2 separate regions of the Sus scrofa genome follow, and region 1 is linked to region 2. The links are chromatin contacts, called in public Hi-C maps. All regions are on one chromosome and are shown on one strand. Each heading gives the region's core, a stretch centred on a gene start, on an enhancer-like site or on the middle of the called end of the contact. The rest is flanking DNA. Distances are from core to core; before and after follow the strand shown. Region 1 overlaps BMP8B (bone morphogenetic protein 8B). Region 2 overlaps MACF1 (microtubule-actin cross-linking factor 1).

The links. Hi-C and Micro-C count contacts between places; a contact is called where the count stands out from the background.
Region 1: a Hi-C map of retroperitoneal adipose tissue shows a contact between it and region 2, with 2.4 times the contacts expected there. The contact joins two enhancer-like sites. A contact is called at or near these places in 2 of 47 Hi-C or Micro-C datasets (embryonic fibroblasts and retroperitoneal adipose tissue).

Annotation. Positions count from the first base shown.
Region 1 is chr6:95,577,389-95,582,670 of Sscrofa11.1, forward strand. All of the region lies in intron 3 of BMP8B (bone morphogenetic protein 8B), which reads right to left. It also overlaps the pseudogene LOC106510654. Among named protein-coding and RNA genes, the nearest start is that of BMP8B, 19 kb to the right of the region's middle. Within about 2 kb of position 3,388, at least 5 of the 83 cell types and tissues checked have an H3K27ac peak or open chromatin away from gene starts, as enhancers often do. A contact at or near this core is called in retroperitoneal adipose tissue, where this site is marked.
Region 2 is chr6:94,975,628-94,981,003 of Sscrofa11.1, forward strand. The region is part of intron 2 of MACF1 (microtubule-actin cross-linking factor 1); the gene reads left to right. Among named protein-coding and RNA genes, the nearest start is that of MACF1, 18 kb to the left of the region's middle. Within about 2 kb of position 3,709, at least 55 of the 83 cell types and tissues checked have an H3K27ac peak or open chromatin away from gene starts, as enhancers often do. A contact at or near this core is called in retroperitoneal adipose tissue, where this site is marked.

The DNA of each region.
Region 1 (5,282 bases), core at 2,138-4,637, 600 kb after region 2:
ACCACAGCTCACCACAATGCCAGATCCTTAACCCACCGAGCGAGGCCAGGGATTGAACCCACATCCTCATGGATACTCGTCAGGTTCGTGACCCCTACCACGGAACCACAATGGGAGCTCCTCTGTCTGGTTTTTGAGACTGTGGGGTCAGGATGGAGCACCTCGCTGCCCCTCTTGAGTTTCAAGGGAGTATGAACAAGACGCCGGCTTGGGCTCCAGAACAGAGAGGAAGCAGCTAAGTGTCTGTCCTGGACGACACAGGAACGCTAGGGTTTGAGGTGAGCAAAGCCCTCTAAGGCCATCGGTCAGGTTTCTAGAACTCCCGTCCTCGGCTGCGGCATTGGCCACACACAGAAGGACGGTTTATTCACAGAGGAGACTTCCCGGGGGAACATCGGTACCAACCGTCTCGCCCCCATGAACTGCCCCCATTCCTGGTCCACTGGCCGCCTTGGTGTCTTGCTTCCCTTCTAGAGACATCGACGTAGCCACGAGGAGGAGGAATGTGCGGGGTGGAGAAGGTGAGGCTACAGGGAAACAAAACTCAGTGACAAAATGAAGGGCCAAAGGGAAAAACATTCGTTGAGACAGCATGTCTCCTGATCATAAATTCACATTTACGTGTGGTTTTCGTGGTTCTGGTACAACAGTGCTGTATGTAGACTCTGTTCCTCCCCCATCACTTTCCCCTACATTCCATGATTCACTCACAGGGAAAAGCACTTCCATGAAACCCTTCCAGCTGCATAGATTTTTTTTTTTTTTTTGGCCAGGGCCAGGATCGAACCCATGCCATAGCAGTGACAATGCTGGGTCCTAAACCTGCTTAGCCACCGGGGAACTCCCTCAAGTTGCACAGAATTTACCATAAGTATCACAGACAGAGAAGAGAATCATTGGAGCTGAGCTTTCTCAGAACTCACAGGACATACAAGGTCAACATCTCTGACTTCCTTGTTTTTCTCTTCTCTTTTTTTCTTTTTAGGGTCACACCCGAGGCATATGGAGGTTCCCAGGCTAGGGGTCCAATCGGAGCTACAGCTGCCAGCCACAGCCACAGCAACGTGGGATCCGAGCAGAGTCTGCCACCTACACCACAACTCACGACAACACAGGATCCTTAACCCACTGAGTGGGGCCAGGGATCAAACCCACAGCCTCATGGTTCCTAGTCAGATTCGTTTCCACTGCACCACAACAGGAACTCCCCTTCTGTTTTCTAATTAAAGTCATATCCCTCTTGAGAGAACGAAGCCTATCCAGTGACAGCCAGTCTGGGATGTCAGGAGACAGCCAGCTAGATATTGGTGACACATAGGAATATGATTCTGGCTTCCCTGGGATGAAGTCCTGGCAGGTTCAAGTGAGAAGCACATGTCCTGGGACCAAGGTTCCCTTCCCATTAGGTTAGGGCCTCACCTGCGGCATATGGATGTTCCCAGGCTAGGGGTCAAATCGGAGCTACAGCTCCCAGCCACAGCCACAGGACCTACACCACAGCTCACAGCAACACCAGATCCTTAACCTTCTGAGCAAGGCCAGGGATGACATCCGAGTCACAACAGGAACTTTTTTTTTGTCTTTTTAGAGCCACACCCACAGCATATGGAGGTTCCCAGGCCAGGGGTTGATAGGAACTGTAGTGCCAGCCTACACCATAGCCACAGCAGCTCGGGATCTGATCCCCATCTGCATCCTACACCACAGCTCACAGCAATGCCAGATCCTTAACCCACTGAGAAAGGCCAGGGATTGAACCCAAGACGTCATGGATGCTAGTCAGATTCATTTCCACTGAGCCTCGACGGGAACTCCTCCCCGTGCTCCTCCGCCGTCAGGCTGTCCCAGAGCTCGGTCAGGGTCAGTCCTGTCTTCTGGTGCACGTCAAACACAGCCTTCTCCGTGATGATTCAGTCCCTGCACCGCTTCCCAGTCAGGGCATCGTGCATTTCTCCAAGATTTTGGGTTCGTTGGCCTTGGTGCAGTGCTCCAGGGTGGCCACCAGTCTGGTCTTGCTACTGGACACCAGGTCCATCGCACCCCCCCATTCCTTTCACCTTCTTGCCGGGTATCACCCAGTTGGCTGGGTCCCCATATTTGGAAACCTGCACAGCTCCCAGCAGGGTTAGGTCGAGGTGACCCCTCGAATCATGGCAAATGATTCGTCACTGGAGAAAAAACAGCCCCGGGGAAGAAGGGTGACTGTTTGCCCGCATTGATCAGATCTGCATCTGCCTCATCTTTCAATGGGAACAGACCCAAGCCCAGAATTCCATTTTCACTGTCAAGGTGAATGGTTATATTGGGGCTGATGTAGCTGGAGGCCAGGAGAGGGATTCCTATGCTCAAATTGGCATACATGCCATCCTCAAATTCAAGAGCTGCCCGCTTGTTGACTGTGTCCTTGTGTTATCTGAAGACTGGCATATTTTATCGTCCTCTTTCCAGATTGTTAAATGCTCAATTCTTTTCTTGTATTTTCCCCTGTATTACTCGATCTGCATAAATGTTAGGAACATGGATGTCTTCTGGGGCAAACAACCCACATCCACAATTTCTTCAACCTCCACCACTGAGGTTCCGGCAGCTTTGCATGTGGGCGTGTTGAAGTTCCGGGCGCTGGCCCTGAAGGTGATGTTTCCAGCGTGGTCAGCCTTCCACCCTTTCACCAAAGCACAATCCGCGGTGATGGCGTGCTCCAGAAGGTAGTGCTGCCTCCGAAACTCCCTCACCTCCCTGGGCTGCCTGAGGATGGCGATGTGGCAGATGGGTAAGTATCTGATGGGTGCGCCTCCCTCCTGGACCAGGGTTCCACAGGCCGTGGGGGTGTAGAAGGCAGGCACGCTGGCGCCCCCAACGCGGATGCGCTCGGCCAGGGTGCCCTGGGGTGTAAGCTCCAGCTCCAGCTCGCCCGCCAGGCGCAGGTGCTCGCAGCGGGTGTTCGCCCCCAGGTACGAGCAGGTGATGCGAATGATCTGCTTGGTCTCCAGCAAAAGGCGCAGCCTGAAGTCCCCCACCCCCACGCTGCTGCTGACCACGGTCAAGTCCTTCACGCGGGTCTTGAGCAGCGCCCCAATCAGGTTCTCTGGGAGCCCACAGGGCTTGAAGCACCGCCGCCCGCCCCCCACCCCGCCCCCCATGATCCTCCCGCTGTCAACGATGTCTCTTGCCGCGCTTGGGGGCGCTGTTGGAGAAGCCATACAAGCGACCGGTCGCCAGCGTGGGCCCCAAGAGCCTAGCGGGGACCCGGCGCCCCAGCGCTGACGCCAGGAGCCGCGGGGCCGCCATCGTCCGCTCCGCTGGGACCTGGCAGGGACAGACCAGGCCGGCGGGGACGCGAGGCCGCCGTGCTCCCGCCGTGCGCCCCCGACCTGCGCGTCACAAACGGTCGCCTGGCGGTGACGCGCCCTCCTGCAGGTTCCCCGCTGCCCCGCTGGTCTCCACGCTCCAAGAACCCGAGGCGCGGAGCTTCCTGAGCCAGGAAGGCTGGAGGCGGGGATCGATCCGGAAGTCTGGCCAGAGGGAGGGAGGCGGCCCAGCGCGTGGGGGCCCTGGTCACCCCCCTCCCCAACGTCACCCTCCCTCCCAAGCGCGCTACTCCCGTCCCGTCCCCAAATTCACCTCCATGTTAGTGGTTCCAGCATCTGCGTCCCCAGCATTCACTGTCCTGTAACTTTTCCGTGGATGTCTACCAGGACCTCAAGAACATGCCTGCCGAACAGAGCAGGACCCTGTGGAGCTCCTAAAAGCCTTTCTGTGTCTCCTATTTCTTGCTTTCAGGAAATGGGTCTCATCAGCCTCCACGGCCTTCCCTGAGTTCCAAGGGGCAGGTTCAGGCAGTTGCTCATCAGGGAAGGAAGGGGATGCAAAGACCAGGGAGGACCAGTCAAGCAATAATAGTACAGCCTCGGGGCAGGGTCCTGGTTCCTTCTCACTGGATGCACATAATGACATAGGCCTCTTACACACCCGAGAGAAAAGGTATATTCCTTCTGCTGCTTTTAGAAATGAATAAAATCGAACAGCTTGGAGCCCTTCCTTGCGTTTCTCTCTGGTTTAATTGCACCCTAACCACAATCACCTGTAGGCTGTAAGCTAATGATTAGGCCCCCTGAGTACACCATTGCCTGTGGGTGAAAGATTGTTCACACATGATGTTTTTCAGGAACTTTCCTAGTCTGTTCTAATCTCTGATCAAGATGCCTTTCTCTCAAGTGCTGTTATTCTAGGCGATAACCCAGAAGACCCCCATCACGATCACGCCAAGGTCTCTGATGTCAGTCTTGGTGACTAAGATTCCCCCAAAGGAAGAAGGAAGCATGTTTGGCCCAGTACTGATTCTTCGCTGAAACCCTCTTTTTCTCCTTTTAGATTATAAACCCTCCTGCAATTCTTCCCCGAAGGGGGGCACGGTCTTTAAGGCATTAGCCTGCTGTGGCCTCCTTTGCCTGGCAAAGCAATAAAAGTGATTTTTTTTTCCTTCACGCAAAACTCTGTCTTCGCATTTCTATTCGGCACCAGTGGACAGAAGCCAAGCTGACTTCCTACCTCAAACCTGCCCCGCCTCTATTTTCCCAAACCCTGGCAAAACCAAACCAAAACAAAACCTGTTAAAATGATGCACTGTTAAAAAAAAAAAAAAAAAAAAAAAGAGTTCCTGCTGTGGTGCAGTGGGTTGGGAACCTGACGGCAGCAGCTTGGGTCACTTCAGAGGAGTGGGTTTGATCCCACCGAGGGAGTGGGTTAAAGCATCCTGCTTTCCCACAGCTGTGGTGCAGGTCCCAGCTGTGGCTCGAATTCCCAGTCCCTGGCCTGGGGACTTTCATATGCATGAGTGCGACCATTTAAAAAAAAAAGACCCACTGGCTCAGTCCCTGTCCCCGAGTTTCCTTCCTGCACGTCCTCCATTTCTGCCGTGGGACAAGCCCCTTCAGCTCCGTCCCAGACCCTGTGATTTCACACCTGTCCCCTACAGCTTACTCTCCCCACTGAGGTCAGGGCATCTTTAGTTTGTACAAAAGATAAACACACTCTTTACTTTACGATAGTTGAGGTTTGTAGAAAATTGCTATATACCCAGAGTTCCGACGACGTACCCGGACTCGGTTTCCTCTGGAAAGTGTTAACACTTAAGTGACTATGCTACATTCGTTACAATTCGTGAACCAATATTGGTATTTTATAATAATATTGGTGTCTTATTATTTACTGAACACCACGATTTGCTCATTTCACTGGTTTCCTTCAATGTCTTTCTCTTCCAGGATCCCATCCAGGGTCCC
Region 2 (5,376 bases), core at 2,459-4,958:
ATCATCTGGTTCAGTCATCTATGATTTAATCAAAATTTAAAAGAAATCTTTAGGAGTTCCCATCATGGCTCAGTGGTTAACAAATTCGACTTTCGGAACCATGAGGTTGCAGGTTCGATCCCTGGCCTTGCTCAGTGGGTTAAGGATCAGGCATTGCTGTGAGCTGTGGTGTAGGTCACAGACGAGGCTCGGATCTGGCGTTGCTGTGGCTCTGGCGTAGGCCGGCAGCTACGGCTCCGATTAGACCCCTAGCCTGGGAACCTCCATATGCCGCGGGAGCGGCCCAAGAAATGACAAAAAGACAAAACAAACAAACAAACAAACAAACAAAAACACCAAACAAAACAAAACAAAGAAATCTTTAATGAGTGCCCTGTATGTGCCAGGTCGTTTGCTAAGTGCTAAGGATCCCGTGGTGGACAAGACACACAACAGCCCCAGCCCTCAGGGATCTAGTGATTTAGTAAGCATGAAAGACAGTGAACCCATAGCTTCAATGGGATGGATATTTCCAAAGGGGAGGAGAGGGGCAGGAGTGCCTACTAATCTGGGGGATGAAGGCAGGCTTCTCTGTGGGAGTTTCAGCAGAGACCTGAGTAGGAGTGAGCCAGGCCAAAAGGGGAGAGCAGGGAAGGGTTCTGGCCCAGGAGGGAAGCAGGTGGGAAGGCCCTGAGGTGGGAGATGCTGAAAGAAGTTGAAAGTAGCTGGACCTTAGGGAGAGAGGCACCTGATGAGGCTTAAGTTGGGGAAGACACGAAGAGAAAATAGGGTTTTAGTTACTTGTACTACCCTTTCCCCCCACTAGATGCCCTTCCGAGTACATCTTGCCTCCTCCTGCTGCCCCGCTGCAGCCTCTTTAGAAATGCAACAGCAGTCTCACCATTGGAGCAAAGGAAAATCATAGACCAAAAGGAGAAAGTCTCAGAGCTGTCCCAATTGTGTGGTCTGGCTATAAATTTAGACTGTTGCTTGGAAAAAACCAAAAACCTCCCTTTCCTAGGCTTCCTTCTTTCCATCCCCCCAGCAGCCGCTTTGTTCCTCTATCCTTGTAAAATTTTCTCTGTATAAAACAGGAACATCAGCCAAACATGTGGCCTTCCCCGCTTTCATTCATTAGTAGACTGCATTACTTCAAAACCTCTTGGGAGCATTTAAATGCAAATCTTGTCCAGAAAGCTACTTGAGTCTGAGAAGACCTTTTAGCCACCACCCTACCAGAACTTTCTTCCTTGGTTACCATGTTTCTTTTCTTTCTTTCTTTCGTTTTTTTTTTTTAAGGGCCGCACCAGCAGCATATGGAAGTTCCCAGGCTAGGGGTCTAATCGGGCTACAGCTGCTGCCCTACGCCACAGCCACAGCAACGCAGGATCCAAGCGGGGTCTGTGACCTACATCGCAGCTCATGGCAATACCAGGTCCTTAACCCACTGAAGTGAGGCCAGGGATCAAACCTGCAACCTCATGGTTCCTAGTCAGATTGTTTCCCCTGCGCCACGATGGGAACTCCCACCATGTTTCTTAATAGACATCTCAACTCCTTGCCCCCCCCAACCTCCCCCTCCCAACAAAGACTGTTTCCCAGAGCATATTCTCATTCCCTCTGCCCTTGTTTTTCCTCACCTTTGGCAAAATTGTCACAACTCTTGAAGAACCTGCTCACAGGAGGGGATGGAGGGACTTTCCTATTTACCGTGGTGAAAATGAGGAGGCAGATGTCTGTTTGGGGGTGAGGGTGGAGGTGTATGTTTGTGTCTGGGCCGTCCTTGCCCTACTGGTATAAAATAATATAGGAAATGCAGATGACTCAGCACTGATACAGTCGAGATCCCTGGAGTTAGCATTTCTATATTCTCCGCTGTTTACAAAAAATGTGCTTATGTCATCAATCACTGACTCCTTCATCCTACATTTTCTACTAAAAGCCTTCTATTTATTTTAAAAAGAATAAACCTCAAGCTTCTTCTCTTCCTTTTTTTAAACTGTGCTCTTTAGAAGCTGAGTCCAAACTGTGAACTAGCTTTTTTTGAGCATATAGGATTAAACTGGAAGGAAACCAGCCATTTGTCCAAGGCTCCTCCCTATCTGTCCCCTTTCAGGCCATTCCCTATATGATCTCCAGGCCTAGAACTTGGGCAGGCCTGCAAAACTTGATGGAAAAAGATATGATTAATGACTTGCTCACCCGATTTCTGATCATGGTATGATGTGGAAACAACAGTTGTGCACCTATTAGTGAAAAGCATCATCTCTTGTTATTAATGTGCTTGCTGGGCATTGACCAAATCCTTGGCACTCCTCCTAGCACACAAAGATGCATGCAGGCCTTGCCCTGGGGGTGAGAAGCTCTCTTAAAAATCTCAAGAATGGGACTGAAATGGAAGCCCGAACCCCAATTTCCTCTGCTCAGTATCACATGAATTCTTTTTTTACTTGCTAAAGTGCTGTTATTATGAGGTCAGCCAGCCTTTTAACCTACAACTGCTTTTCCACCTGCAATCCCCCCCCCCAAATCAAGTCAATAGACTTGTCCTGGCTGGGTAGGATAATGGCTGGATGGGGGTAGATGTGGCAAAAAGATCACCTGCATTTACGGGAGTTCCTCAATCACTGCTCTTGGTTGGCCCCAGTGCCCTCCATGACTCTGGGACTGAAGGATACAGAACTGACTGGAGGAGCAGAGCACGTTGGGAACTCCCGCCTCAAAGTGGTCCCCAGTACCTCCCTAACGGTATTTACCAGAGTCCTTTCTTCACTCTTTCCTTTTCCCTGATGGCAGAGGAAAATTGGCTTCCCTTTTCCTTCCCCTCCCAGCTATGCTCCAGAACCCTTTTCTTTGTTCCGTAGAAGTCCTGCTTCAGCCTCAGGTTCCCACATCTCTCCCTTTTGATCTAAGCCTCTCTGTTCCCATGGCTGTCACAGTGTAATAATCCTGTTGCATCTCTTCCCTATAGATTTGTGTCCTCCTGTCTCATGCACCCCGTCGTGCAATCAGAATCCTGTTTTCATTCCCTCAGGTGTCATTTCTCAGGCCCTGGCTCCTCATTCTTGGCCTGGTTTACTTCATGGAGCTGGGTCTGCCCTCTCATTTCGAGTTCAGTTTCTGGAAAACCCTTTGTTCCTGGGGTTCTTTGTGGTCTGAGTGTTCCCTTGGCCTCCCCCGGCCTCATTCTGACCCTGTCTAGCCTGGGGATCTATCTAGGTCTTCGGCTCTCCCTTCCCTACAGGTTCGCTGGGTCCTTCTCCAGCGCCGCACAGGCCCAGCTCGGTTTCTCTTCAGCCAGGGGGCTCCCTCCTTTGTCCCGGCTCGGGGTGCGGGTCCGCGCCGCCTGGGCCACCCGCCCGCCCCGCCGAGTGGGCCCGGGCCTCTCCCCGCCGCTGCGGCCGGCCGGGCCTTTCATCCCACCAGCCAGGGGCCTCCCACCCGGCCGGGCTCCGGCGGAACGCCCCCGCGGGGGCCGGCCTCCCGTCCGGGTCGGGCGGGGGTCCGCAGCCCCGGGTGGGGGGCACCCGGGTGGGCAGCCCCGGGGCCGATGACGCGCCGGGCCGCGGGGGCGGCGGGGAGAGGGGCGGGGAGCGGGCCGGGCCTGGCGCTCCCGACGGGAGGAGACGCCGCCGTCGCCGCCGCCGCCGCCGGCGGGGCGGGCTGAGGGAGGAGCGCAGCCGAGGGGTGGGGAGGCGGAAACGCCAGCGGGACCGGCGGCGGAGCGCGAGCAGCCGGGCGAGCGGGCTCAGGAGCGAGCGCGAGCGGCAGGCCGGGCGAGGCGAGCGCGAAGCGGAGAGCCGAGAGTCGGGGCGCCGCCGCCGCCCCCGGGCCGCACAAAGGGCCGAGGCTGGGGCAGCTGCCGCCGCCGCCTCAGCGCGCGGGCCTGGAAGCGGCGTCCGCCGGGGCCCCGGGAGAGCGCGGCGCGGGCGGCCATGGCCGGCTACGTGCCGGGTCAGCAGCCGGCCAACCGCAGCCAGGAGAAGGAGTTCGTGCAGGCGTACGAGGATGTGCTGGAGCGCTACAAAGGTGCGGCGGCGGGCGGCCGGGGCCGGGGACTGGCCAGAGCCGGGCCCGCGGCAGGTGGGGCGGCGGGCGGGGTGGCGCCCACCGGTGCTGGGGCCGGGCCGGAGCGGCCGTGGGCCGGGGCCCGCTCGTTTCCGGAGTTGAGGTGAGCCGCCGAGCCCTCTCCCACCTGGGACGGCGCCTTCACAGCACTAGTTACATTATGTGCCCTGTTATCTGGCCCCCGCTGGAAGGAGGCGAGGCCGGGAGCTGCTCGGAGACCTAACGCGGCGGGGAGTGCGGGGAGGAGGAGGAGCCGGGGCGGGAGAAACCACCCGTCCTTGGAGAGGCTCGGACCTCCGCGTGCCCGCCAAGGGTCCCTCGCCCCCTTTTGTCTCCCTCGGCCTCCGATCGGTCGCATGGCAGCCGAGGCTGTGAACCACCTCGGTCACTTGGGGGTCGGGGGGCAGCGGGCGAGCATCCGCCGGGGTCCGTGAGTGTGCAGTTTTGGTGACGAGGCCTCCTCCCACCCCCAGCCCCTGGGCTTCGAGCCTGATGAGGCGGGGGTCTACTGCTTTTTACCTCCCACCCCCAAATAAAGATTTGTTTTGGAGCTCGGATTTCCGGTCCTGGAAGCTCTCTTGCTAAGAAGTTCTGCAAGTTAATGCTTCATCCAAACCCTGCAGAGAAAGTTTTGACAGGCCCAGAGGCTCGGTGGACCGCATTTCCCTAACTGGTGTAGGTGCCCCTTACGTGGAAGCCAGGGATGCAGTGGCCTTAGGAGGCCCCCCGGCTCTGATCTTTAACATCCAGTTCTGGGGTTTGGCTTTGTGTAGCAGTTGTGCTTTCCACAGACATGGAGATTTTCCCAGAAACTACATGGGCAGCACTTTCTCCTGTTTTATTCAGCTGTGGCCCTTGTGATTGGGCCTTTAGTTTCTTTTCATGTGAAGGAGAGGAAACTTCAGCTCTTATGACCGGGTCCAGCATGCTTGTTTACAACACCTACCCAGTGAAGGGAAACTAATGAAAAAGCTGTAAAATGCTCCTTCCCCCCAACCCTTTTGGCATTAGAGCTCTGCTGGGGAAATGCAGCAGGGGGTGTGGGGGAGGAGGGAGAGAATGCTGAAATGGACCTGCTTGGGAGTTCTGCCTGTCCCCCTCTGCATCAGCTCCTGTAAGCTGTCCAGGTTTTCCTGCCTGCGGCAAGTTTTCTGTCAGCCCCCCCGTGGTCTTTCCTCTAAGGAACAGGGTTCATTTCAGAGCACAAAGAGGTTAGATTGTGCTGCTGAACTTCTTTGACAATAATGCTGCTAAGTGGATGTTTCATTAAGTCTTCTTTGCAGGCTTTTGAGCAGCTCTGCACTCTTCAGAGGGAGGACACTCTGGGTC